7 separate regions of the Mus musculus genome follow, and regions 1, 2, 3, 4, 5 and 7 are each linked to region 6. Evidence: chromatin contacts called from public HiCAR-type, HiChIP or PLAC-seq and promoter capture Hi-C data. All regions are on one chromosome and are shown on one strand. Each heading gives the region's core, a stretch centred on a gene start, on an enhancer-like site or on the middle of the called end of the contact. The rest is flanking DNA. Distances are from core to core; before and after follow the strand shown.

The links. Promoter capture Hi-C pulls out the DNA fragments that hold promoters and counts their contacts. HiCAR-type assays count read pairs that join an accessible place to other places. HiChIP or PLAC-seq counts read pairs in DNA pulled down with a chosen protein or histone mark.
Region 1: an H3K27ac HiChIP or PLAC-seq map of bone marrow-derived dendritic cells shows a contact between it and region 6, with 16 times the contacts expected there. The contact joins the enhancer-like site here to the promoter of Gucy1b2 in region 6. A contact is called at or near these places in 15 of 39 promoter capture datasets (the 3T3-L1 cell line, the C10 cell line, the HPC-7 cell line and 9 more), 4 of 15 datasets of contacts at CTCF or cohesin (embryonic stem cells, large pre-B cells, pro-B cells and 1 more), 1 of 484 Hi-C or Micro-C datasets (cortical neurons), 5 of 115 datasets of contacts at active chromatin or transcription factors (bone marrow-derived dendritic cells, embryonic basal ganglia, embryonic stem cells and 1 more) and 2 of 9 other capture datasets (adipose tissue and embryonic stem cells).
Region 2: a promoter capture Hi-C map of hippocampal neurons shows a contact between it and region 6, with 6 times the contacts expected there. The contact joins the enhancer-like site here to the promoter of Gucy1b2 in region 6. A contact is called at or near these places in 9 of 39 promoter capture datasets (3T3-L1-derived adipocytes, the C10 cell line, cranial neural crest and 5 more), 1 of 484 Hi-C or Micro-C datasets (the HL-1 cell line), 2 of 115 datasets of contacts at active chromatin or transcription factors (astrocytes and embryonic basal ganglia) and 3 of 9 other capture datasets (adipose tissue, embryonic stem cells and liver).
Region 3: a contact with region 6 is called in a HiCAR-type map of astrocytes, with 7 times the contacts expected there. The contact joins the promoter of 4930556J02Rik here to the promoter of Gucy1b2 in region 6. A contact is called at or near these places in 12 of 39 promoter capture datasets (the 3T3-L1 cell line, 3T3-L1-derived adipocytes, the C10 cell line and 8 more), 1 of 15 datasets of contacts at CTCF or cohesin (pro-B cells), 4 of 484 Hi-C or Micro-C datasets (the G1E-ER4 cell line, the N1E-115 cell line, myocytes and 1 more), 2 of 115 datasets of contacts at active chromatin or transcription factors (astrocytes and embryonic basal ganglia) and 2 of 9 other capture datasets (embryonic stem cells and liver).
Region 4: a contact with region 6 is called in a promoter capture Hi-C map of embryonic stem cells, with 6 times the contacts expected there. The contact joins the enhancer-like site here to the promoter of Gucy1b2 in region 6. A contact is called at or near these places in 16 of 39 promoter capture datasets (the 3T3-L1 cell line, 3T3-L1-derived adipocytes, the C10 cell line and 9 more), 1 of 15 datasets of contacts at CTCF or cohesin (large pre-B cells), 2 of 484 Hi-C or Micro-C datasets (cerebellum and cortical neurons), 2 of 115 datasets of contacts at active chromatin or transcription factors (astrocytes and embryonic stem cells) and 4 of 9 other capture datasets (adipose tissue, embryonic stem cells, liver and 1 more).
Region 5: a promoter capture Hi-C map of pre-B cells shows a contact between it and region 6. The contact joins the enhancer-like site here to the promoter of Gucy1b2 in region 6. A contact is called at or near these places in 12 of 39 promoter capture datasets (the 3T3-L1 cell line, 3T3-L1-derived adipocytes, the C10 cell line and 5 more), 1 of 484 Hi-C or Micro-C datasets (embryonic stem cells) and 7 of 115 datasets of contacts at active chromatin or transcription factors (astrocytes, craniofacial prominence, embryonic basal ganglia and 4 more).
Region 7: an H3K27ac HiChIP or PLAC-seq map of embryonic stem cells shows a contact between it and region 6, with 4 times the contacts expected there. The contact joins the enhancer-like site here to the promoter of Gucy1b2 in region 6. A contact is called at or near these places in 8 of 39 promoter capture datasets (3T3-L1-derived adipocytes, the C10 cell line, the HPC-7 cell line and 5 more), 1 of 15 datasets of contacts at CTCF or cohesin (large pre-B cells), 3 of 484 Hi-C or Micro-C datasets (the N1E-115 cell line, embryonic stem cells and olfactory sensory neurons), 4 of 115 datasets of contacts at active chromatin or transcription factors (astrocytes, embryonic basal ganglia, embryonic stem cells and 1 more) and 3 of 9 other capture datasets (adipose tissue, embryonic stem cells and macrophages).

Annotation. Positions count from the first base shown.
Region 1 is chr14:61,527,694-61,531,625 of GRCm38.p6, reverse strand. No RefSeq gene overlaps it. Among named protein-coding and RNA genes, the nearest start is that of Spryd7, 27 kb to the left of the region's middle. Within about 2 kb of position 1,910, at least 51 of the 459 cell types and tissues checked have an H3K27ac peak or open chromatin away from gene starts, as enhancers often do. A contact at or near this core is called in the HPC-7 cell line and bone marrow-derived dendritic cells, where this site is marked.
Region 2 is chr14:61,807,451-61,810,881 of GRCm38.p6, reverse strand. No RefSeq gene overlaps it. Among named protein-coding and RNA genes, the nearest start is that of Gm35247, 8.6 kb to the left of the region's middle. Within about 2 kb of position 1,436, at least 16 of the 459 cell types and tissues checked have an H3K27ac peak or open chromatin away from gene starts, as enhancers often do. A contact at or near this core is called in hippocampal neurons, where this site is marked.
Region 3 is chr14:61,490,631-61,494,367 of GRCm38.p6, reverse strand. It overlaps 4930556J02Rik (RIKEN cDNA 4930556J02 gene), which reads right to left and starts at 1,680. Exons shown (of 3, transcript NR_045714.1): 1 at 1,535-1,680; 2 at 969-1,219.
Region 4 is chr14:61,861,671-61,865,599 of GRCm38.p6, reverse strand. No RefSeq gene overlaps it. Among named protein-coding and RNA genes, the nearest start is that of Gm41171, 17 kb to the right of the region's middle. Within about 2 kb of position 1,874, at least 30 of the 459 cell types and tissues checked have an H3K27ac peak or open chromatin away from gene starts, as enhancers often do. A contact at or near this core is called in adipose tissue, where this site is marked.
Region 5 is chr14:61,755,363-61,758,940 of GRCm38.p6, reverse strand. No RefSeq gene overlaps it. Among named protein-coding and RNA genes, the nearest start is that of Gm46480, 50 kb to the right of the region's middle. Within about 2 kb of position 2,085, at least 127 of the 459 cell types and tissues checked have an H3K27ac peak or open chromatin away from gene starts, as enhancers often do. A contact at or near this core is called in craniofacial prominence, embryonic basal ganglia, forebrain and 2 more, where this site is marked.
Region 6 is chr14:62,454,981-62,458,741 of GRCm38.p6, reverse strand. Gucy1b2 (guanylate cyclase 1, soluble, beta 2) reads left to right here and starts at 2,453. Exons shown (of 17, transcript NM_172810.3): 1 at 2,453-2,666. The coding sequence starts at 2,544. It overlaps Gm41172 (a long non-coding RNA gene), which reads right to left and starts at 2,275. Exons shown (of 3, transcript XR_874685.1): 1 at 2,185-2,275; 2 at 1,036-1,114.
Region 7 is chr14:61,735,931-61,739,522 of GRCm38.p6, reverse strand. No RefSeq gene overlaps it. Among named protein-coding and RNA genes, the nearest start is that of Gm46480, 31 kb to the right of the region's middle. Within about 2 kb of position 2,247, at least 137 of the 459 cell types and tissues checked have an H3K27ac peak or open chromatin away from gene starts, as enhancers often do. A contact at or near this core is called in the HPC-7 cell line, adipose tissue, embryonic stem cells and 1 more, where this site is marked.

The sequences.
Region 1 (3,932 bases), core at 661-3,160, 930 kb after region 6:
TGGGGATCTACTTCCTAACGGCTGTTGGGGGCATGTTGAAAGCAAAGCACACGGCAAGGTCAGCAGATCAGGGAATGGTGGCCATCCATGAAATAGAGAGCAGTGCAGGGCTAAGGGTGGAGGTCTGTGGTAAGTTGTTTACAGGCATATGTGCAGCTCAGGGACCAGTGCCCAGCACTTCAAGGCAGAGAGAATGAAGAAAAAGGTGTGTTAGAGGAGAAATGCTTTTGTGTGTTCTCCTAGGTAGATTAGGATTAGCTAATTTGAATAATGTTAGCAGTCTTGGGCTGTTAGCATTGTCCCTTGTTGTTGCCTAGTCAAGGGGTGATCAGGACAAAGAATATTGTCCTAGAGTGTAATACAGAAGGTAGGCCCTCTGGTTAGTTTGCATGGAAAGTACATGCTGCTGGCAGGAAGAGCTGCTATCTATCTCTAGGGGTCAGCTGAGGTAGGAGCAGGCCTGTCCTGTCAGCACAATATCCAGAACACAACAGAAGCATACACAGTGTCTGCACAGGCAAGATAACTATCCCAAAATCCTTGATGACATAGGTCATGCTAAGTGTCTTCTAAAATTATAATCCTGTTTCATTCAGGGCTTTGGTAAGTCCTAGGAAATTAAGGAAACAAGAATCTATACCAGGACTTCTGATACTGAGATTTATCCTGTTTGAAGCTGGGCAGTGGTGGCAGGTCTCTGAGTTTGAGGCCAGCTTACTCTAAGGAGTGAGTTCCAGGATAGCCATGGGAAACACTGCCTTGAAAAACAAAACAAAACAAAAAACAAAATTTTATTCTGTTTTGAAGTGAAAGTTATTTAGGAAAGTAGTTCTCATCTTTGAGCAGAGACAGAGGTGACAAGTGAAGTGTTTGGAACAGGAGTCACAACTCTGTGATGGTTAGTCTTGTCAGCTTGGTTGAATTGAGAAATGCCTAGGACATTGGCAAAGCACACCTGTGGAAGTGTCTGTGAGGGCGTTTCCAGAGAACATAGATCACAAGGCCTCTGACCTACCGAGTGAATTAGTCACCAGGTGGAGTCATAAATGATTATATTATTGGGATGGGTGAAGCAGAAGGCAGGGCCTAGTCAGAAGAAGCAGGTCACATTGGAAGGGAAGTGTCATGGGCTGAGCCTTGCTGTCCTTTCCCCACTTGTCTCTGCTTCCTTCCTGCCCCATGAGTGAACTACCCTCCTTGGTCTGGCTGAGCCCTTCCACCATGATGAAGGGAACCCTCTAAAACCATGAGCCCAAGTGAGTAATTCCACCTTTTTAACTGTATTTTGGTCAGAGCAATGTAGAAGTGGCATGTGATGATCTCCCATGTGCTTTGACTTTCAGGGAGAGGTCCCGAAGCTACCAGTACAAGTTGTAATGATCATCCAAAGTGTCCATTGAACACAATTAGGAAAAAAATTTGTAAACTAAGCAAAGAATCTCCCCAACCACTTTAAGTGACAAAACAGTAAACCTATTTCCCAGCTTTTTTCTTTCTGGACTTGACTTAATGGCATTTCCAGTGAAAATCGGGGGGAGGGGGTGGTGGCGGGGATGGGGTTGGGGATCTAAAGTGGTTGAAAGGAGTGGGAGCCACTTCTTTCCATCTGGGTGTCAAGACTGAGAAAGATTCTGAGCAGACCTGTGAGAGCCTATGAGTATATTAGTGCCTTTTCTAGACGCTATGACAAATATCAGACAAAAACAGAGAGGAGGGGTCACGTTTGAGGGTTCAGTCCATCCCGGCAGGGAGGCGGGGAGCAAGAAGGCTCTTGGCAATGCCATATGAGTACAAGTTGATCTTCCACATTTCAGAGAACCAGGAAACAGAGAAAGGGGTGTACTGGTGCTCAGCAGGTGGTTTCCTCTTTATCCAGCCCAGGACTCCAGCCCACGGGGTGTTGCCCCCCACATTCAGGGCAGGCGCTTCCCCTTCGACTGCTCTCTGGATGACTCAGCAAACAATGTGCTGCATTAATGCCCTCGTTTCTTACTCCAATCAGGTTGACAGTCAGGATTCACTTTCACAGTGTATGTTGATGAAAGGAGTGAATTTAAAGTTTGCTTAACAAATTCCTGAAACTAAACAAGTGGCAAATCTTGGGCTTTAAGGTAGGAATAGTTGGGGCTGGAGAGATGGACCAGTGGTTAAGAGCATGTACTGCCCTTGGGGGCATCGGAGTTAAGTTCTCAGCACCCATGTTGGGTGTCAGCACCCATGCTGAGTGACTCACAATGGCCTATATTTCCAGTTCTAAGGGATCCAACACTCTCTTCTGGCCTCCATGGGCACCTGTTCTTACTTGTATACACATTCAAATAAATAAAAAGAATAAAAAAGAGCTAGGTGTGCTACCATATGTTTTTAATCCTAGCACTCATAAGGCAGAGGCAGGTGGATTGCTGTGAGATCAGCCAGCCTGGTCTACATAGTGAAGTCTAGGTCAATTGGAGCAACATAGTGAGACCCTGCCTCAATAAAATAAAATAGTGTGTAGGGGTTGAGGTAATTCACTAATGAAGTGCTCTCCGTGCAAACTTGAGAACCCAAGTTCCATCTTTAGCACCCATGTTTAAAAGACATCAAAGCAGTACTCATCTACGATCCTAGCGGTGGGGAGCCACAGACTGGAGGATCTCTGAGACTCTCTGGCTGGCCAGCTTAGTCAGATCAATAAGCCCCAGGTCCTTGCTTTAAAAACCAAGGTGTATATTGTCTGAGGAATGCCATCCATGATTGACCTCTGTCTTCCACATGCACCCAAACGCATGTTTGAATTAAAAAATGAAATAAAAGGAGGTGGACATGACCACTCCTAAAGTGCAGAGAAGATTTTTATTGTAGGTATCGGAGAAAACAGGCAGAGAGGAGTCCAGGATGAACATGGCCGGCACACTAAACAGGACCACGAGAGGAGAGACTGGGAGGGAGATGAAGAGAGGAGTCCCACACCAAGGAAATGGAGCTAAGAAAAGGCTGAGAGTAGGGATTAGGGTGAGAAGAGCTGGGAGGAGCCACAGGTTCTGAGGGCTGCTGGGAGACTGGCAGTGTCTCCTCTAATATGTAAATAAGCACTTCAGTATTTGTCTGGGTTGCTGAGAACTAAGCCACCAGAAACCCCCAATAAAGAGGAATATTTAGAGGCAGAGGCGCTGCTGTTACTTTTACGCTGTTAAGGAATAGAATTGTTCCATCCAAGGCTAGAAGGCAGTTGTTTTGTCTGGAGTGTTGGAGACTGGATCCATGCCTCATGCATGCTGAGCAAATATTCCACCACTGAACCACATTTCTAGCCTCAAACACAGTTTTAAAACTGAGTTGTGAAGCAAGAAGCCACGCTACAGAGAGTTTGTCCAAATCTTTACAAATTACAAAAGTGTTCAGTTGCAAACCCAGGACAGGACAAAGTGTCTATATATAAAGTGGGCCTGACCACCAGATTCTCCCAGCATCCTTCACTGTTGTTTTTAAAAACAAAATTTCCAACCATTTGACTTTAACAATGAAGACTCAGGAGCCAGATGCTGTGGTGAAAGCCTGCGAGCTCAGAGAGGCAAAGAAATCACTCAGCTGACCTTCCTACTCCACCAATGTCCCAGAAGGAAAAAGTCCTCCACAATGTTTTAAATAACCTTCAACTCAGTGTTTCTCCTTTCTACTTCCTTATGTCTACTCCCTATCAGCTGCTTGCTTGCTCCACCTCTCTAGGTAGATGATAGATAGAGTCATATATATATATGATTATATGATAAAGTTGACTTTATTCAATATTCAATCCTGTTTACAGAAAGCTCTTTGGATTAAAGGTGTATGATGCTAGGCTGAGGTTTTTTTCAGTTTACAATCTTGGGGTTCATAATGTGATCAAGCATCCTGCAACATCTCACTTTCTACCTTTTACAGATATGGCTGGCAAACCTGGTCTCCTAACC
Region 2 (3,431 bases), core at 187-2,686, 650 kb after region 6:
ATATGGGCTCTACAGAAAATCTTCTTGCTCTTTTCCTCTAGGGGGGACCTTATCTAGGCTTTAAAAGAATTCCATTTGATTAAACTATGGTTGAAGCAAGATAGATCTACAGCAGGCAGCATAGTTTTCTATCAACACAGAATCAGCAATGAAAGAGTGTCTGGGCACGTTGTAAATCCATTAGAATAAGCTAACGGCTCTGCTAACATGCTCAAAATAATACGTGCTTGTCATAAATGTAATTAAATAATTCAGTGGAAAATTAAATGTTGAAACAATTACCCATATGGCTTAGAGCATTATGAAAATATTATGGAAAAGAAAAATGGAAGCTATATTCCTAGTACATGGGGGTTTTCGGTCCTTGGCTTTTATTCTCGTTCCTGCCTAATGAAAGGAAAGATAAAACAGTACTTATGAAGGGCCTTGTGTGTGAGAGTAAATGTTTTCACATATATCATTCCATTTGATTATCGTAACAACTTCGTGAGTTCATTTTACCAATAAGGTAACGTTGGCTAAAGCTTGGAGACGTTGTTAGTCACTGAGCCGTCTTTCCAGTCAAGACCTGTCCAGATCCACTGCACCATGCGTTTTCAGCTCTCTCTCAGCTTCTCACCTGCATCCAGCATCCCCCACTGCTCCTCTGTAGAAGACTGCAATCTTACATCCTTGGAAGCTGCCCTCCCCCCGCATCCTGTCCTACAGCAGCCAGTGAGTATTGATCCTCCTTCCTGGCCACAAGACTTTGACCTCTATTTAGTATTTAATTCATAAGCGTAAAGAATCAGTGATGTAAAAATTAATAGTTAGAGATAACAGGAGGCAGGCAATCCAGTTGGGGGCTCATGTTCTCTCTCATGCTAGCTTGCTCCTGCTCTCCCCTCCCCGTACCACCCACCCCCCTGCCACCAAAACCTGACTATTAATATAAGTCCCTAGTGGTGAGGAGGTACTGGGAAGGCTGCCAACTGTAAGTGGGAGTGGGTGTGGGAAAATGCAAAAGGAAGAAGGAAAGCTGCTTTAAAAAAAAGAAAAGCCACTGGCCATCTGTAGCAAATTATAAATAAATCCCCTGGCTACAAATATAATTTCTGTAGTCCAGGGCCCCTTAGGGAAGAACACCTCGGACACAATATAGAAACTATAAAGTAGGACCCTAGAATGCCCAGGCAGGGCACCCAAAGATTCTGGAGGCTGATGCTGCAGAGACTGGCGACCTGGTACCAACAGAGATACCGTCACTTCAGGCCCAGTCTTCCAACTCTTCTGCCCAGTTTCAGCCCAGAAAACAGTGGGCATCCTGTCAATCCAAACTGTAGAGGTTTCTGGGAATGTCAAAGTTTTCCTTAACCCGAAGGCACAGTCATCAAGGAGTACAGACTTACACGTGAAGGGACTTTCCGCACTGACTAAGAGAGACCTGCTTGTGCAGGACAGTACTGCTGACATCTCCAGATGTGGCTTTCTGCACAGCAGAAACCGAGACCTCCATGGCGTGGCTCAGAAGCACCTTTCTCACAAACTCTTTCCTCTGGTACCCTGATTCTACCTGAAATTCTCCCATCCCTCCTCCCTTTAGAGTAAGATCCTCAGAGAGTACTATATATCAACTTGGCTCAAGCTAAAGACATCAGAAGGGGGGACCTCAACTAAGAAAAATACCTCCTCTGTAGGCAACCCTGTAGGACATTTTTTTAATTACTGATTGATTTGGGAGGGCCCAGCCCATTATGGGTGGGGCCAACCCTGGGCAGGAGGTCTGGGATTTTATAAGAAAGCAGACTGAGAAAGCCATGGGGAGCAAGCCAGCAAGCAACACTACTCCATGGCTTCTGTGTCAGCTCCTGCTTCCAGGTTCCTGCCCTGTCTGACTTCCTGCCCTAATTCTTTGATGATGAACTGTGATATGAGAGTGTAAGCCAAATAAACCCTTCCCTCCCCTTTAGTCATGGTGTTTCACCGCAGCGATAGTAATCCTAAGACAGGCACCATCTTAGGGAATTGACAGAAATCAGGTGAGGCCCAGCACAAGAGCAGAGGCTATTCAGTTCAGCTCTCGTCACCAAACACTGCCGTGTGGACCCCGTCCCAGAGCAGCCAGGAGCGTAGGTAATGAAATGAAGGACGCATCACTCCTTCCTCCTTTCAGGTGTGCAGCTGCATCTGGCAGAGAGGGCTATGGAGAGAGTTCCACCCACTGCAGATTTAAAAGGGAGGGACTTCAGCCAGAACACTTCCTTCCATTCACAGCCTTCCTCAGATGCGAGGACTTCCCTGCCAGGTGCCCCCGGTACCCCGGCAGGCCGCTAGGACTGCAGAGCTGTCGGGAAATTAACTGTGACATCTCAGATGAAGTTTGCAGAGCATGTTTCTATATCCAGCACAACACGGGATTTGTTTTGACATTTCAACAACTTCCCGGTAATGCTCTTGTTAAGTAAAGTGAGACTGGTGTATTTTCTACTTCTGCCTGCTTCCCACTAGTTTTTGACACACACAGAAAGATACTCCCACACTTTCACTTGCCTCAGAGACTAAGACACCGTCGTACACAGATGCAGTCCAACTTGCCGCAGCCTCTTACATACAAGTCTTTCCTGGCATCTTCACCCCACTTTGTCTCTTATATTACAACTTGTGTTACTGAGATAAAACACCATGGCCAAGGCAATGTATAGAATGAAGGGCTTATTGGGTTTACAGTCCAGAAGAACAGAAGTCTGTCACCATGGCAGGTGTGGCAACTGGATCTGGAAGCTGAGGACTTACATCTTGAAACACAAGCAGGAAGCAAAGAGCAGACTGAAATGGTGCAGGGTTTTTAAAAGCTCAAAGCCCACCCCCCAGTGACACACCTCCTCCAGCAAGACCACACCTCCTAAACCTGCCTGAACAGTGCCACCAGCTGAGGACTAAGTATTCAAATACCTGTGACAATACGGGACTTCTCATCCAATCCACCACAAAATTCATTTTAAGCCGGGCGTGGTGGTGCACGCCTTTAACCCCAGCACTTGGGAGGCAGAGGCAGGTGGATTTCTAAGTTCGAGGCCAGCCTGGTGAGTTTCAGGACAGCCAGGGCTACACAGAGAAACCCTGACTTGAAAAAAAAATCAATGTAAAGCCATGCATTATAAAAGTCATGAAATAAATGATGACGGGGGTGTAGTGTGATAGACGATACTTCTCCATGTGTAAAGCAGGCCATTGTAACATGGGGAGGGGGGGGGGAGAGCATGTTGGGAAGGAAGTCAGGTCATCTTGTAACCAGTCCCTCTGGCTTGAGTGGATAGAATGTCATGCAAGACACTCATTCCCTGAGGGACAGTGGCTTATGTCTGTCCGGGGAGGGGAGCTCTTTAAGAACTATTTCAGAAGCCCACTTCTAAATCTGGAAGACAAATTAAAGGGAATCTTTCCATCTTTCT
Region 3 (3,737 bases), core at 431-2,930, 960 kb after region 6:
GACCACATGGGTCTTCTCTCTATCCTAAGGCAGTCCCTCTAGGACAAATACTCCTGCCCCCTCTCCCTGTCCCCTTCTCTCTCATCTTCTATTTCCTGTTTGTCTCTTCTTCCCTGCCCTTTGCCCCTCCAGGGCAAATCCTTTAAGGTATGTGCTGAGAACTTGGTCTTAGAGGTCCTGGGCAGATCCTAACAGTTGGGTTTGTTTGTTTGTCTTGTTCTCAAAGCCCCTTGGGGTAGATTGGGAACATCCGTGTCTTTATTATTGTGTCCCACAGAGGCCAGTGCAGCTTTCCTACAGGAGCCCATCTTAGGCCTCAGCTGGGAGCCGTGGCAGGATGTGGTTCTGACCCAAGCCTCACTTTCCAGCTGACCTCTCGGCTCTGTGCCACAAACAGACTGAATCTTTGCCCTTACACTGCAGACCATCTGCCCCCTCTTCCTCCTGGCAATCTGTCTTCTCTCACTTCCTCAACCCCACTCCACCACCCTCACTTCGTTTTCTCCTCCTGAGAGACAGTTGCATCTACTCCCTCTCTGCTGCTCTAAGCCAGGGACCACTCCTGTTCTTAGACTTCAGCCTACAGCCAAATTCCTGGTGGAATTTATTAGAACATGGGTTCAGAACCTTATGCCTTTGGTTGCCAAGGCAGCAGGTCTGGCATAGGCCCAGAATGTGCTTTGCACTGAGGGTACACTTTGGTAGCTTCTAATCTAATTAGTGGATGCCACCAGATTAAGGACTTGCCACTCTCTTGGTGTTGCCACCATTTAGCGCCCTTGCCACTTTTCCTTGTTACATGATGTTCTGTGACAAAACTTTTCCTGGGAAGATGCAACACACGTGTCTACTCAGCTCAGGTGGGGAAACAATGATAACCAAAGTATGGATACTGCCTAATTCCATCTTGGTGGATCACTGAGTTTTAGTAGGGTTACTTGCAGGAGTGTGGGAAAGGAGTTACTTACAGGAGCGGAAATGAGCACACTGCACAGTCGGAGGCACCTAAACACGTTAGATCATATTCTTTCCCGATGACTCAGTTGATCTAAACCTTTCCAGGCAGCTGGGCTGGCTTTTGCTTCTTCCAAGCATCTGGTCTTGTCTCAGAATCTCCTTTGCTGCTTTTATTGCTTAGAGGAGGTCCAGTAAACTGGTCAGTTTGAAAGACTTCCTGGAGCTATTTTAAGTTGTTTGCCTTCCTGGTTGAGAATCTTCCCTGCAGGATAGAGTCAAAGGACTCAATTTTGGAGGAAACAGTCCACAACACTTGAGGATGGTTGAGTAGTGGGCTTGTGATCTCCATCCTCAATACTGGTCTTGCGATTAGGGAACAGCCCACTCAACACCTTGGCCCCTGCACTCCTTGGCTCCCCACATCAAATGAACTTTCACCTCACACCCACCTTGGAACTCATAGACTCCACCAGTCATCGCCTATAACCATCAGACCCCTAAGACTCAGTTTTCAGTCCCTCACTTCCTGACTCTTTCTTCCTCTCACTTTCAGCTTTAATGACTCTAAAGTTCTCACCCCAGCAATTCTTTGACCAGGAGACCCCCACCATTCACCACCGGTCTCTCATTGGCCCCATCTTTCTTCCATCTTCTGTCTGTCATCTCTTTTTCTGTCACTTGCCTCCTGACTCAGTGTCTTAGAGAGCATTCTGCTATTGTAATGAAGAGCTGAGGTCATCAAAGCCCACTTTCAGAGGTTCCGTAATCAGTTGGCCCTGCTCTTCTCAGCCCATTATGGCTGGGAGCACACGATAAGAGAATTGTTCATTCTTTTCAAAGCAGAGGCATGGAACGGATTTAGGACAGAGATTATGATCCTACAATCTCTTCCAGGGGCATGTTCCCAGGGTTGTTCCTCTTAGTTTTCTGTCAACTTGACACAAGCTAGAGTTATCTGGGAAGAGGAACCTCAGCTGAGAAAACGTCTCCATCAGATTACTTGTAAACAAGTCTGCAGGGCCTTTTCTTGGTTAATTATTGATATGGAAGGGCCCAGGCCAGTGGGTGGTCCTCGGGTATATTAGAAAGTAGGCTGATCAAGCCATGAGGAGCAAGCCAGTATCCAGCACTCCCCAGAGACCTCTGCTTCAGCTCCTGACTTGATTCTTACCCTGAGTTTCTGCCTTGGTTTTCTCCAATCGTAGACTATAACCTGTAAGCCAAATAGAACTTTCTTTCTCAGGTTGCTTTTGGTCATGGTGGTTATCACCTAATAGAAACCTAACTCTAAGACAATGATATAAGATTTCCCAAGAGGCCCTATCTCTTAAAGCAGTGGTTCTCAACCTTCCTAAGGCTGTGACCCTTTAATATAGTTCCTCAAGTTGTGGTGAACCCTTGTCTTAGTCAGGGTTTTAATCCTGCACAAACATCATAACCAAGAAACAAGTTGGGGAGGAAAGGGTTTATTCGGCTTACACTTTCCACATTGCTATTTATCACCAAGGAAGTCAGGACTGGAACTCAAGCAGGTCAGAAAGTAGGAGCTGATGCAGAAGCCATGGAGGGATGTTCTTTACTGGCTTGCTTCTCCTGGCTTGCTTAGCCAGCTCTCTTATAGAACCAAGACTACCAACCCAGAGATGGTCCCACCCACAAGGGGCCTTTCCCCCTTGATCACTAATTGAGAAAATGCCTCACAACTGGATCTCATGGAGGCATTTCCTCAACTGAAGCTCCTTTCTCTGTGATAACTCCAGCTGTGTCAAGTTGACACAAAACTAGCCAGTACAACCTTCAACTCTAAAATTACGACTGTAATTTTACTGTTATGAATTGTACTGTAAATACCTGTGTTTTCTGATGGTCTTAGGTAACTCCTGTGAAAAGGTTGAGACCCACAGGTTGAGAACCACCGTCTTAAAGGCTCACCAACTTCAATAACTTCACTGTAGAGATCAAGATTTCAATACTGGGCCTTGTCATGGTTGGTTTTAATATCAACAAATTAGAATCACTTGAGAAGGGAACCTCATTTGAGAAATTGTCTTAATCGCTTTATTAGTGAAAGAAGACTCAGCCTAAATGTGGGCATTAGCTTCTGGTAGCAGCCTGGATACAGGGAGCTGAAGGAAGATTCTCTCCCTTTTGATGGTATATCATTCTCTCTGCTGAGTCAGTCGAGTTTGTTGCTGTGCTGTTGATTCCTTCTCGGGTATCAGAACCAGTGTTTCTGGGCTTCCATTGTTGACTGAGTACCAGCAGCTTTCCAGGAGCTGTCCAGGGTTTCCATGCCAGATTGGGCTTGCCAAGCATCCAACCCCATAGATGGAGCAACCGCCAGGCTGTTGGCCTCTCCACTGTGAAACAGCTACTGTGGGACTACCTACACTGCTGGGCACCCGTCCACAAGGACCAACCAGCTGCCAGGTTCTCAGTCCCTCAGGTGTGATTCAGCTACTGCTACTATTTTGAAGTAAAATGATTAAATCACACACACACACACACACACACACACACACACTCATCCAATCTATTCTGTTCTTGTAGTGAACCATGAGTAATATAGGCTGTTAGGGGTCACTTAAGATACAAACTATATAGCACAGCTCTCAAGCCTCATCAGAGAAATCTCTCTCTTCAGTGGATGGCGATTAATGCAGAAACTCACAAATGTGAGAAATAAGTGGCTGTAGAGCACTCAGCCACAAAGGAAACCTATCTATATCACAAGCTATTCACAAGGTTCAGGGACCATAGTGGAAAAGGTGACAAAAATT
Region 4 (3,929 bases), core at 625-3,124, 590 kb after region 6:
CATTACCTGCTAAAACACAAACATCTCAAAGAATGCAGCAACAGAATCATACCATCCACTTCATATTGCTGATAAAATATGAGGATAGGACCTCTATGAATTAGAGCCATGGTCAAAACAACTTAGCAAAAATAAACAAAAGTAAGAAAAAGAAAGGCATAAAAGACGCTCGTGAAAACAAAAACCTAAGTAAGGACTGCTTTTAAGGCAAAGGGTAGCAAACCCAAGGATCCATCCCATAATCAGCCTCCAAACGCTGACACCATTGCACACACCAGCAAGATTTTGCTGAAAGGACCCAGATAGAGCTGTCTCTTGTGAGACTATGCCGGGGCCTAGCAAACACTGGATGCTCACAGTCAGCTATTGGATGGATCGCAGGGCCCCCAATGGAGGAGCTAGAGAAAGTACCCAAGGAGCTAAAGGGATCTGCAACCCAATAGGTGGAACAACATTATGAACTAACCAGTACCCCAGAGCTCTTGACTCTAGCTGCATGTGTATCAAAAGATGGCCTAGTCGGCCATCACTGGAAAGAGAGGCCCATTTGACATGCAAACTTTATATGCCCCAGTACAGGGGAATGCCAGGGCCAAAAAGGGGGAGTGAGTGGGTAGGGGAGTTGGGGGGGAGGGTATGGGGGACTTTTGGGATAGCATTGGAAATGTAAATGAGGAAAATACCTAATAAAATTTTTTTTAAAAAAAGAAAAAGAAAAACCTACTGATGCAAAGAAGAAACTTGGGCTAACCACCCAATTGGAAAAGAAGAAAGGCTGGATAGCAGGGTGGGGTAACAGAGTGGGGAAATTAGCCAATAGTGATGAGGAAAAGAAACAGAAAATCTAAATCAAGCAAAGTTAGACTCACAGGAATAACAAAGTGAATTCAAAGGCCTGTTGGTTCTTTTTTTTTTTTTTTAGGAAAGTATTTAAACTACATAAATAACACAGAGGTAATGTAAGAGGTTTGGCATACTGTTTTTGAGGGTCAGCAAAGATCCATCAGGAAACTGCAACAGAGACTTCAAGATAAATTACATTAAGCTTTTACAAGAAGCCAGTGTTTTTAAAAACTGATAAACAGTGCCGTCTTCAATTAAGATTTTACAATAAAAACATTTTACACAGCTCCGGTGTAGAGAGCTAACTCAAACCTTGGAGCCACCAGCCAGCCCTGGCTGCCCAGTACCTCTTAGCAGCCTCGGGTCCTTTCTGTCAGTGACAGTCCTGTTGGAGAAAGTAAGAGACTTATCCAGGCGCAGACAAACAAGACGTGGAAAAAGTCCAGAACCCTTATAGGTTACCCAACAGTTGCTATCTTCTCTCCTCCCAAATGAGCATCGCCCAACATTGCCCTTCTTTCCGTCCCTATCAGCTGTGAGAAGGGTGAAGGAAGTCACAAACAGGGTTGGTTGTAGGTGCCCGGCTGGCCTTTCTGCCCTCACATGGAGCGCTGGTACAGACGAACCTCTCTGTGAGCGAGTCATGAGCCTCCCTGTGAGCAAGCTATGAGCCTCTCTGTGAGCGAGCTATGAGCCTCTCTGTGAGGGAGCTATGAGCCTCTCTGTGAGGGAGCTTCCTCACACTTTCTTTTCCTACTGCCTAGGCAGCCGACAGTGTTATGGATCATGAGTTCAACAGTATCACAAAGCAAGGAGCCCCATCTGTGGCCCATCGCATCTTGGTGAAGAAGTGGTGTAAAAGAAGGCAGTGTTTGTGTTTTAAATCACTAAATGGGAGGGGGTCAACACATGACCTAAATTCACTCTCAGTGACTCATTATTGATACTTCTTTTTTTCCAAGACAGAGCCAAGCACAAATGCCTGGCAGTTCTCCACAGGAAGCAATTCCGTAGGCCTGACTCCATCAATCAGTCATTCCTGGCTTCAACCATTTAACTGGTTACTAATCCCTCTAATTGCACTATCTCACAGTCTGCTAGGCTATCAAGAAAGACTATCAAAGACATCATATCTATTGCATTGCCTCTCACAGGGCTATGGGGCCAAAATAGAGATGAGTCAGCACATACTGACTTTTCAACGATTCACACAGACTTCTGGTGAGCAGTTTCCTGAGCTAAATGTCCACCAACCACACACACACACACACACACACACACACTTTGTGGGGTGAAGAAGGGTAGTATTTGGACTGAATCTTTATAAGGTAAATACAATTTTCCAGGGTACACACAGAGCAGAAAGGATAGTTCTGACTAAGTGTGCACAGTTAAGGCAGATAAAAGTGTACTGGTTTGGAGCTAGAGCAGTTAAGAGCACATACCATTCTTTCTAAGAACCAAGTTCAATTCCCAACACCCATTTCGGGTAGCTCACAACCACCTGTAACTCAAATTCCAGGAGGCACAACACCTTCTTCTGGCCTCTGCCGCTACCTTCAAAGACAAACCAGACCTCGCCTCATGCTTGCCAAGCCCAAGGTCAAAGCCCTTCTGTGTAGCACGCAAAGCTGCAACCTAAGCCTTTGTCTAGTTTAAAGCACAATGCAAAAGCGGGCAGAGTGACCTCGGGTGTAATGAGGAGTGTTAGAGGTAGGGAAGGAATGGAGGACTGGGAGAGCCTTGTTCTGAAGCTTGGGCAGCTTATGAAAACTGGCCTACAGTTATCTCTAAGCCAGCAGTTCTCAACCTGTAGGGCAAGACCCCTTTGGGCGTCAAATGACCCTTTCACAGGGGTGACCTAAGACCATTGGAAAACAAAGATATTTACATTACAACTCATAACAGTAGAAAATTATAGTTATAAAATAGCAACGAAAATAATTTTATGGTTGGAGGTCACCATAACATGAAGAACTGTATTAAAGGGTCTCAGAATTAGGGAAGCTGAGAGAACCACTGCTCTAAATGTACCTTGAAGTTTAAGTGTATAAAGGACTATACAATAAACCTTCCCTCATATTATTTCCTAGAGAAATAATAAATGTTCAAAGACAAAATAGAATTATCAATTTATTTGTGAGATTACAGGCAGATACATAAAAGAGTTAAGAGTGTTCCCTGGAGAAATACATTCTCTTTATTAAGGTCCTTTTCTGGCCATGAATTTGTTTCCCATGCACTTAGCCAACATTCAGAGATTTCAGGACAGTGATAGCCCCTGCAGAGGGATTACTGCCCACAGGCTGAGAGGACAAACCATAGATCTCCTCATGCTGCCATGCCCGAGGTCAGAAGTCTTCAGTATTGTACACAAAGCTGGAAATTTCCAAATAGTCTAAGAAAACGCAAACCATTGCAGACAGTTTTCCCCCATTATTTATGATGCGGCCCACGATAAGATGGAGATGTTCTGAGCCTGAGATGCTCTGTGTAATCAAGACAAAGTTAATGGCTTGTTTGAGGAGTCGGATTCTAGTCTTGCCTGAAGGGGTCATTTTCAAGCTCCCGTTCCTTGACAGGGTTAAGCTGCTCATGGATTCCTTGGATACAGTTACAAAGGGTCAGTACAATACAGACCCAATCTTTAATGCTCCAAGATAAGAATGAGCTGGGGGTATAGATCTCTCTGTCTTGCCTCCTTCATTTTTTTCTGCCTCTATAGATGGCTGAAATGCAATGATTTCAGTAGATTGAAGCTACACAGCTGGGCCAGCAGCACCAAACCACCTTAGCTGCTTGTGAATTTGAAGCAAGGTTTCAAGTATTGAGTCATGAGGCATTTGGCCATCACTTTTAGCATGCCTGCACTTGGGCTCTTGAAGTGTCTTTGGGCTCAGGAAACAGTGGCGGATGGCGATGCTGGTGACTGAGGCAAGACTTAAGCAGACTCTGTGCCCTGCTGCCAAGGAGCCTTGAACAAACACCTGGTGCAGCAGGATCCTCCTCTGAAGCCTTCACAGTGCAGCAGGCGGGAGCTAACCGTGATGGCCTTTCTAGCTACCATCAGCTCAATTGTTATAAAA
Region 5 (3,578 bases), core at 836-3,335, 700 kb after region 6:
AAGTGATCATAACGAGCTTCTTCAGCAATACGATAACCTATCTGAAGGTTTCAGGGCAGGCGGTTTCACTTACATCCAGGGCAAGCCAAGCACTGAATCTACACACACACAAATACACTGTGATAGTTTGCATATTTTTGGCCCAGGGAGTGGCACTGTCTGAAGGTGTGGCCTTGTTGGAGTAGGTGTGTCACTGTGGGTGTGGGCTTTAAGACCCTTGTCATAGCTGCCAGGAAGCCAGTCTTCCAGCGGCTTTCAGATGAAGATGTAGAACTCTCAGTTCTTCCTGCACCATGCCTGTCTGGTCGCTGCCATGTTCCCACCTTGGTGATAATGGACTGAACCTCTGAACCTGTAAGCCAGCCCCAATGAAGCCATCTTTTAGACAAGAGGAACATGTGAGATGCAACACCTGCTACTGAACATTTTTAATCAGTAAACTGTCCTCACTAAAGGTTTTGAGTAGTTAAAACTTGTATCACTGTATCCAGAACTGGAGGTGGAAATGCCATATTACATTTCTTTAGATATGCACATGCAACATACTCTCTATTACATATAACCAGATGTTGCTATGACAGCGCTTTTGTTAAACTCAGACAGAGTTCCTGAGATAGTTCTACACAATATGGGATTTCGGGAATTTACTTTTTAGCAACTACTGAAATAGATCTTGTGAATCTTGGGAGGCAAGTAAGCTATGTGAAAATAAATAAATCACAGGGATTTTTATTATGTATTTATTCAAAATGAAGGGAAAGGCACGTGATTCACAATATATGCAACCTGAGCTTAGAAATGTTTCTCTTCATTATCTAACAGTATGTGGTTTTATAAAAAACAAACTACCAAACAGTAATAGGACAGCTTTTTACTCGAAAATGCATATGGTTCCTTGGCTAAAAATAGTACAAACGATGGCGCTTCCAAAGACAAAGTAATCTCCTGGGGACAGAATTAGTTATGCTCCCTACGCCTGCACACTGCAAAGCTGAACTGTATTTAAGGCTGTTCACAAGAATTAAACAAAAACTTAAAAGAGGAAACCCCTCTTCGAGAGGTTTTATAACGTTTTGAAAACTGCATTATACATTCTAGACGCAATTTAACTTGTTTGCATTTGTGCCATGCCTTCCCATACATAACCACTTTCAAATGCTTTCTAAAGGCCCAGGAAGGCTATGTAAGAACTGCTCAGCGGAGTGCACACGCTCAGGAACACGTGGCATGCCCGCGGCAGGCTCTCACTTTCTCCATGTCCCACCAGACACGGTCCCTAGGGACTTCTGTGCTCCAGTCTGGGAGGGCGGGCGACTTGGCACAGCCTCTCCCTGGGTAGGAGGGGAGAGCTGCTGACTCACGACCAAGGCGGGCTGGCTGCTCTCCCTCCCTCCCCAGCCCTGCCGAGAGAGAGAGAGAGAGAGAGAGAGAGAGAGAGAGAGAGAGAGAGAGAGAGAGAGAGAGAGAGAGAGAGAGAGAGAGAGAGAGAGAGAGAGAGAGAGAGAGAGAGAGAGAGAGAGAGAGAGAACACTGTGGGAAGGAACACCTCCAGAGCCCAGTGTTCCCATCACAGCCTCACCCCCAGCAGGCGAGGAAGAGGATGGAAACCAGAATGAGTTAGAGAAAGAGGAACCTATGGAGAAGGAAGCGCAAGAGTGGACCTTCCTTCCCAGCCTGGGCTTGGGGGGGAAAAAAATCCTCTGCCCCGCCCCCACTGGACAAGCCGCCTGGCAGGTCTGTGTGCATTCAGTGACTAAAATCCTTCAGCCAGTTTCTCTTCCCAAACCCTCTTCCCATTTTCACTCCTGTCTTGTCATAAGGATGAGCTGCCTAAGAAAGCATTTAAGGCTTCTGTTGTCAACTGGACACTGAGCCCTGATCTGCCCTGGATGGAAATCTATAATTCTGAGCCCCAAGGACCTGGAGGCCACGTTTTAACCAGCCAGGAATTCAGATTCAGTGTTAACAATGAAATAAAAGGTCTTTTTTTTTTTCACTCCCCAAAGCAGTTGCATGGTTATATATGTAAATACACCATGTTAGGCAAGAAGTCAGGACAGTTGCCTCTGAGGCAGGGTGGAGATGACAGGAAGGAGTGCAAAGAGAGCATCCTGAAATGGTGGCAACATTCTGAGCCAACCCTGATCAGGGTTTACAGCTGTGTGCATTTATCATAAGTCTGTCAATCCACTGTGTATGTGTGCATTTCATTCTTTTTTTTTATTTATTTATTTTACAGTCCCACTTCCCCTTCTCATTCCCCCCATTGCCCCTTCCCTTTCTCTGCAGAGAAGGGGAGACACCCCCCACCCCCCCACCCCCCACCCCCACCCTGTCTTGGGTATCACCCTACCCTGGGGTATCTAGTCCCAGCAGGACTAGGCATATCCTCTCCTACTAAGGCCCAACCAGCCAGTTCAGGTAGGGGAAGAGGATCCATTGGCAGGGAACAGAGACTAAGACAGCCCCTGCTTCACTTGTTAAGGGAGCCACAGGAAAACCAAGCTATACATTTGCTATAGATGGGTCTGGGGTCTAGATCCAGTTCCTGCATGCTGCCTGGTTGGTGGCCCAAGCTCTGTGCACCCCTATGGTCTCAGGTTAGTTGACTCTGTGGCTCTTCTTGTGGTGTCCTTGGTCCTCCTCCTTGCTCATTTCCATCCCCCACGATTCCAGGGGACTTCCCAGGCTCCACCTGATGTTAGGCTGTGAGTCTCTGCATCTCTGCCTCCATCTGCTGCTGGATGGAGACTCTCAGGAGACAGTTGTGCTCAGTTCCTATCTTGCAAGCATAGCAGAGTTAATAGTGCCAGGGGTTGGCTCTCTCACATGAGGTGGGTCTCTGCAGGTTGGGTCTGTCATTGATTGGCTGTTCCCTCAATCTCTGCTCCCATCTTTATTCCTGTACATCTTGTAGGCAGGACAAAACTTTGGTTAAAGGTTTTGTGGGTGGAAGTCCTGCCTGGCTACAGGAGGTGGCCATTTCAGTCTCTATATCACCCTCTAGTAGGAATCTAAGCTAGAGTCACTCCCATAAACTCCTGAATCCTCTCCAGTCCCAGGCCTCCTGCTAGTCACCAGAGATCCCCGCCCCACCCCCACCATTACCACTCTCACTCCCAGCCCTCTCTCCTTCACCTAATCACCATCCCCATTCCCCTCCTCACCGCTATTCCCACCTCTTCCCTTCTCTCCATCCACCTTTGATAGCTATCTAATTTCTCTTCTGAGCGACATTCACACATCTTCCCTTGGGACCTCTTTATTGCCAAGTTTCTGTGGGTCTGTGGATTGTAGCATGGTTATCCTGTAATTTATGGCTAATGTCCACTTATAAGTGAGCACACACTGTATGTGTCTTTCTGGGTCTGGGTTATCTCACTTGGGATGATATTCTCAAGTTCCATCTATTTGCCTGCAGAATTCATGATGTCTTTGTCTTTAATAGCTGAATAGTATTCCATTGTATAGATATACTACATTTTCTTGATTTTTCAGTTGAGGGACATCTAGGTTGTTTCCAGTTTCTGGCTATTGTGAATAAAGCTGGTATGAACGTGTCCCTTTGGTATATAGTG
Region 6 (3,761 bases), core at 1,204-3,703:
TGTGTGTGTGCATGAGTTTATGTGGACCTTGTGTCTGCAGGTGCCTAGGGAGGCAGAGGACACCGGATCCCCCTGGAGCTGGGGATAGAAATAGTTGTGAGCCACCTAATGTAGCTGCTAGCTCTAAAACCTGGTTCCTATGCTAGGACAGTGAGTGGAGGCATCCCTCTAGCCTCTCTCCCCCTTTTATAGACAGCCTCATTATGTAGCTGATAGGTGTAGAATGCAATGCACAGAGTAGGTTGGCCTAGAACTCAGAGAGATCCTGCCTCTGCCTTAAAGATGTGGTTAAAGATGTGTGCCAACATGCCTGGCATCATTGGCCTCGCTGTCTGCCTGAGATAAGACCCAGGCTGGACTCAGACTCTCTGTTCTGTAATGATGCTGGAACGTCAGTGCACCTCACATGCACAGCTGTAACGTTCTAACTTAGAGTGCTGAGGTGATAATTAGATGATCACTGCCTGTCAGAGTGCAGGGCCCATAGTCATCATTAGCTGGTTATAATGAAGGCATATTAATTATCACCTAGGCTATTCATTTTGTCACACACTTAAAACAGTAGTGGAAGAAACTTTCTAAGAATGCTTTTCTAAGCGCTGCTGGAAGAAGAATGATTTAAGAAAATCACTTTCAGGAAGACACTGTGATGAAAATACCCCACCCCACCCCCAAAGTCACAGGCCTGTCCCCTCCCGGACCGCCACCTCCCTGTCTGTAGATGATGCTCCTGGATCTAGCTCCCGATGTAGAATCAGGTCTGAGCAGAAGCAGGAGTCCTCACAGCAGCAGCTGAGGCACAGTGGGCGTGGTCACTATTGCAGCTAACATTTTTCAGGTTTTCAAAGCATCTGCATTCAAGTGCCAACCAGTTGTTTGCAAAGTACAGTGTGACCTGTTTGCAATCAGGTCACCTGATTTCTTCTTTATCAAGTAAATCAGATTCAATTAAACTCGAAAGAGACTGAATTTGGTCTCAAATGAGCCCCTGCACATCACAATGCTTTTAGATTTATGAACATCAATCGCCCTTACCTTACTAGGATCTGTAGGTATACATAACTTTGGCCACACGATGGCGCTTCGCGTCCAACAATTCCTGGTCGGCCACCGACTGAAATTTTAAAAAGCAAGTTGAAGAGAGGATGAGGTAGAGCAGGTTCACGCCGCCTGGAGGCGAGCTGGGCTCGTGGGTGAACGTCCTCACTGTGGAAAAAGCCTATGTTTTTTCTGGCTTTCTGGATCCCAAGCGAAGGCGCTGATGCGAAATGAAAGGAGTAAGTGCCCAAGTCCCGGTCCACATGCAAATCAAAACTCCATCTTCCAGTGTACCTGATTGAGAGAGCTTTTATCTATCTATCTATCTATCTATCTATCTATCTATCTATCTACCATCTATCCATCCATCCATCCATCTCATTTATTTTTGAAAGAGTCAAGTATTATTGACTTTCCTAGAAAAGGGATATCACTTGATTCACTAAGCTGCTGCAGTGTGGCAGCTACAAGAAAACCTCTGGTTTCTCTGCACCACTGTTTTGTCTTTCGAGGGAGTTAATGGTAAGAGGACCAACTTTACAGGGTCACAGTAAGGAGGAAAGGAAATTACGTAGAATCTAATGACATTGCTCACACCCACTGGTGAAAACCCAGCAGTTTTGTGTGATTTATCCTAAACCAGGAGGAATGTGCGGGACCCAGTACTGCGCAGCGTGTGGTTAAAAGCAAATGATTTCCGTAGCTGTTGTGATGGGTCTAAAGCACGGCTGTCCGCTGTGGCTGTTTAGGGGGATGGACTGTCTTCTGGGATTGGCTCCTCTGACTTTTGCATGCTGAATTAATAACTATTGAGATAGGTCTGGAAGAAATGTGGAGCCTTTGTTTCAGACTGTATTTATCATTATCATCATTATTAATAATTATTGTTTGTTTCTGAGAACGGGTCTTACTGCCTTGAGCTCCCCATTCCCCTGCCTCAGCTGTCCTAGAGATTACAAGCACCAATCACAACGCTGCTCTCCCGACACTCTTGTTTCATTTTGTTTTGTTTTTAAAGACAGGGTCTTGCCCTGTTGCTCAGTCTACTATGGAGAACAGTTTCCCTCCCCAGTGTTCCAAATGGCAAGGCCAATAGCCAGTCCCATGGTGACTGGCTGGAAAGCCTGGCTTTTACCCCAGCCTTACCTTTAGCCCACTTATCCCCACTTAGCCACCTGTCAGTGAGATGTTAGCCACGCCAGGGGAGTCAATCAGATAGCGTACAATGCTACACAGATGCAAAGGGAAAACAGTCAGTCAAACCAGAGAAGGGTGGGACTTCTCCGCCCGCGCAGATCCTTGCCCCTGCGAGATGCCTTGTCCAGCATTGCTTCCTTAACCAATAGCTAAAGCTTATTTAAGCATGTGGTATCCTCTAAACAATGAAAGCTTGTTTCTCATCGCACAGGATGCTAAGTCTGTCTTGCTGGGTCAGCTTACATGTAATCAGAAGTGTGTGTGTGTGTGATGAGGTTGTATTTACAAACACCTGTCTAATTGAAAGGATGGTGATGTCTGAAGTGTTGTGTGCTGAGTATACGCTAAAAGTTAAAATGTCAGACACAGCAGACGGTGTGCTGTATGAGCCTCTGCGAGCGGAGTTTAGGAGCAAGCGAACCCATCTACAGGTACAGTGAGGAGCGCAGTGGGAGAGGTTGGGGGTGGCTGAATAGGGGCACCAAGGGAACTTGCTGGACAATGCAGACACTCCATTTATATCTGGGTATGAGTTATGCTAGCATATATGTTTGCCGTAATTTGTGAGACTATTCACTTCAGAGCAACAAAGGAAGTCACAAACAAACAAAACAACAAAACAAAATAATAAAACCCTCTCAACCCCCCAAAAAGCCAAAAAACTGGTCTCTCAAAACAATGATCCCAGAATATACAGGGAAGCCCGTGATGTCATGGGAACGGAGGGGTGTCTTCCCATACAGTAACAAGTCCTCCCCAGCTGCTAATGCATCTGAAAAACCTACGAGATGCCAGCTAATCTTGCAGACAGCTTCGAAAGCCAGGGACAGCCTTCCTCATGCACACGCTGTCTGTGTCTTTTCAAATGTTTACAGAGTATTTACAAAGAGTAGTCCTTTGGGTGGCAGTTGTAATTAGGGAAACTGGCAGAGAAAATTAACACATACCATAAAAGAGGGATAATTAGTCCTCTGCCATATACAATATTATTATCAAAAGGCATTCACCCTGGAATCCGATTGGTTTATACACACTGGCCTCATAGGGACGCTCCTCCCTTCCACATCACTCTGGGTATGAAGCTGCCACGTTCCTTGGATGATGGGCCATATGGTACTTAACATCAGAATGAAAATGAGCTCGTGCTTCTTATGTGAGATGCTAAAATTTATTAGAAAATCAGAAAGCCTAATTTCCACCAAGTTCCTGAGACCTACCATCTGCTTCATGAAAAAGAAAGAGGGAGTTGGTTTTTTTTTTAACCATTTGCTTATTGTGAAGTGTGAGCATGAGTGTTTGTGTGTGTTTGTAAAAGCGGGGAGGGGGCTGAGGGCTGTAAGAGGGGGGGATCAGAGCAAGTACACTTGGCAGGGCCGAAAGAGCTGTCAGCTGAATGTGGTGGGAAGGTTTGGGAAGCATAATTATGGAAATCATCTATCTTGGAGACATTTTCTCAGGACCACACGTCCTCTCCACAGAGAATCAGCACAGAGTCTTCTAGCTTTTGCAAGTACACAAAATCACTC
Region 7 (3,592 bases), core at 998-3,497, 720 kb after region 6:
GCATTTTCTTCACACACATCCATTAAGAATCTTGAGTCAAATGATAGAATCCTCCACTGGTGGTGGCTCATGCAGGTAAAGGGTTATTACCTTCACAGAGTAAGCAATTGGGCTTATAACTTCATGGTCACAAGCGGCTGACCCAGCTCTAGGTTACATTTGTAATCAAGCAAAGATGAAGGGTCAAGAGCACAGTGTTTTGGGCACCCTTTCATCTGCCATCAGGAGCACAAAAGCTTTCTTGCAAATCTGCCTTCTCCTGTTCCTCCCCACCCCCTTCTTCCCAGCAGACTTCTGCTCAGGTCTCACTGATCAGAACTGGGTTTCTCAGTCATGCTGTCTTAGTTAGGGATGTACTGTTGTGAACAGATACCATGACCAAGGCAACTCTTAAAAGGACAACATTTAATTGGGGCTGGCCTACAGTTTCAGAAGTTCAGTCCATTATCATCAAGGCTGGAGCATGGCAGCATCCAAGCAAATGTGGGGCTAGAGGAGCTGAGAGTGCTACATCTTGTTCCACAGTCAAACAGGCTTCCAGGCAGCTAAGACAAGGGTCTTAAAGTCCACACTCACCGGGCAGTGGTGGCACACGCCTTTAATCCCAGCACTTGAGAGGCAGAGGTAGGCGGATTTCTGATTTCAAGGCCAGCCTGTTCTACAGAGTGAGTTCCAGGACAGCCAGGGCTACACAGAGAAACCCTGTCAGGACAGCCAGGGCTACACAGAGAAACCCTGTCTCAAAAAACCAAAAAAAGAAAAAATAAAAGTCCACACTCACAGTGACACAATTCTCCCAACAAGGCCACACCCACTCCAACAAGGCCACACCTCCAAATAGTGCCACTCCCCGGGCCAAGCATATTCAAAGCACCACCCATACCTAGCTTCAAACTCACTATCCTTATCTTCGGTGACAGATCCCAGTTGGCCTAGAATACTGTCACTGTCCAGGCTGGACATGTTGCTGCCAATATATGAACCAAATCTGAGTGTTCTCTGTAAGGAAAAGCAGACACAAGCTAGCAGCAGAATCTAGCCCTGTTCAGGTCAGTAGTGCTCACCAGAGTTTACACAGCAAAGAGCTGTTAAAGGCGCAGGAGTCAAGATGGGGTTTTGTCAGAGGGAAGGTAGAAAAATGAAAATTGCCTGGAGTCAACTCTCTTCTCTCAGGCAGATTCTTGCTGAGCGTACAAACAGGTCTCAAGCCTGGAGGTTGTACTACCTCTGCACCTCCAGCGGACTGTACAGCTTCTATAGGAATAGGAAATGAGTTGGAGACCAGGAAGCTTGACCCACACAGGCTCTCACTGCTGGACACATTAAACAGTGGTTTGGCTTGCGATTTTTCAACAGTAGATTGGGGAGAATGTGGCGTGCATTCAATATTTTGATTGTTAAATCTGAGTCCTTTCCTAGCCTAGCCATATGAAGTCTAGCCTCTATCTGGAAGTGAGGCCGTATCTGCCACAGCAGCTCCCAATCAGTGGGGCAATAACAAGCAGCAACACCAAGCCACCATAGCCTGAACTTGAAGTTCCTGTGTGAACCAAGGCTTGACCCTACTGTAGGCTGGTGAGCTTCTGAGTTAGGCTGCTTTGCACTACCCCACCCCGACCCCACCGCCAACTCCCTGCAAGCGGGCCTTTTCAAGGACTTGAGGCTTGCTTGCTCTTTCCTTGGTGCACAGTTTAATCCACAGATCTACGGTAGCTTCCTTCGCTCCCTCATTCCAACCTCTGGACTAGCTGAGGTTAATGAGTAAGGGGCTGGTCAGGTCAGGGCTTCCTTTTTGGCAAGGATGACAGAGTCTTCTCCCACAGTGAGTCAGGACATCAGCCCAGGGAGCTGCCAGCAAGGCCAGGCTTGGGAATGCTCCCTAGCCAATGACAAATACAGAAGTCATACTAGATCCTGGAAAAAAAAAAATGAGAATGGTCCACAGGGAGTTCCTCGGGAAGTGGGCTGGGGACTGTTAAACAAGGTTTAAACTGAAGTTAAAGCTCCCCACTTGCACTTCTGGGATAAAATAGAGCACTTTAATCAAGGGCAGTTATAAAGCAGGAAGTTCAATTTGCCTATTGAACTGAAACAAAACAAAACAGCAACTGTGCCTTGTTTGCTCCAAAGCAGCCCGACTACCATTCTAACCTGTGTGCAGAAAACTTGCACAGGAGCATCTAAATGTGTTCATTTTAGATTTTTCTCAACCAAAGTTCTCTCCTTAGAGTCTTTATTGTGGCGGGGGCAGGGAGGGGGAAGTGCTGCCTCTTTAAACAAGCTCTCTCTCCGGGTTTTAAAATGCTCAACTCGTTTCATTTTCTTGATAAAATTTATCTGTGATCAGGACTGAGTCAGACCAAAAATACTTCTATAAGATTTGACCTTTTACTGAAATCCCACATTGAGATAATACACCTAAAATGGTGGTTACCAGTAAGGCTTTTGTTTTTCAAAAGTACATTTAAAATAAATCACTTTTTTTCAAGCAGAAAACTGTTTTGAATTAAGTCCTTCACAGCCGATCAGCCTGAGAGTTCTCGCTCTTTGATTTCCTTTTCATGCAAATTACACCAGGAGAGTTGTGCGTGTGTAGCACTGTCCAAACCACATTTAGCTTTCACATTTACTTCGTGTCCAATTAAGTCTCACAAGTTTACTTGCCTGTAAGACTCTATAAGGATTACATTATTTTTTTTACTCCTAAAACAAAAACAATGCCAGCAAAAGCCATTTTTTATTGTTAGCGAATGAAACATTTTCCAATTTTACAAGGATAATTAATTCTTTGCACTTTTTCTCATGATGATGAAAATACTTTTTATTTTTGTGTGTACTCTTGTTTTTTATTGGCTAAATTTGCTTTTCAACAGTTCCATACCCACATACAACACATTTTGATGACTCTCAACCCTCCCTCCCCCTTACCGCCTTCCTTCCTGTACAGTCCCCACCCGGCTCTGCAGCTCTGCAACAAGTCACTTTCCTATGTCCAGGCCCCTTTGTTTCGTTCAGGGATTTTTAAAGCACGGTTGTCTGTGTGACCGAGAGTTTGGTACTCTCTGTTGGAGCGTACTCTCTGTTGGAGCGTGGTGGGCTCATCGTTGACTGTATGTTGAAAGGCAGTGAGGGCAACAACTTTTCATTCCTTCTGATGAAGTATTTTCATGTATTTTTTTTTCTTAATTCCAACAAACTCTTAAATGCTTTATTATTTAAAGAGTTTTTAAGGGCTTTTCATTTGAAGCTCTGTGACTTATTATAATAGCTACTCACCCCAGCTGTGAGGAGTGCCCACCTGGAGTTTAATCACCTGATTTCTCAGTGAATTCTTGTTTACCCTTGAAATGGGGGGGGGGGAGAGTGGGAGGGAGTGGTGAGGGGGAGACACAATTAATGACAGATTATCTAAAACAAAATCAACTCCAAAATTCCTGTGAGAGGCTATTTGTGTTAGTGGCAGATTTTGCGTTTTCCTTAGCAACTTGCTGTGAACACCTGAGGATAACAAAATTTTGAGCTGAACAGGAAGTCTAGGAAGAAAATCATTATGAAGCAATTACATCTAGTTTTCTAAATCACCATAAAAGGA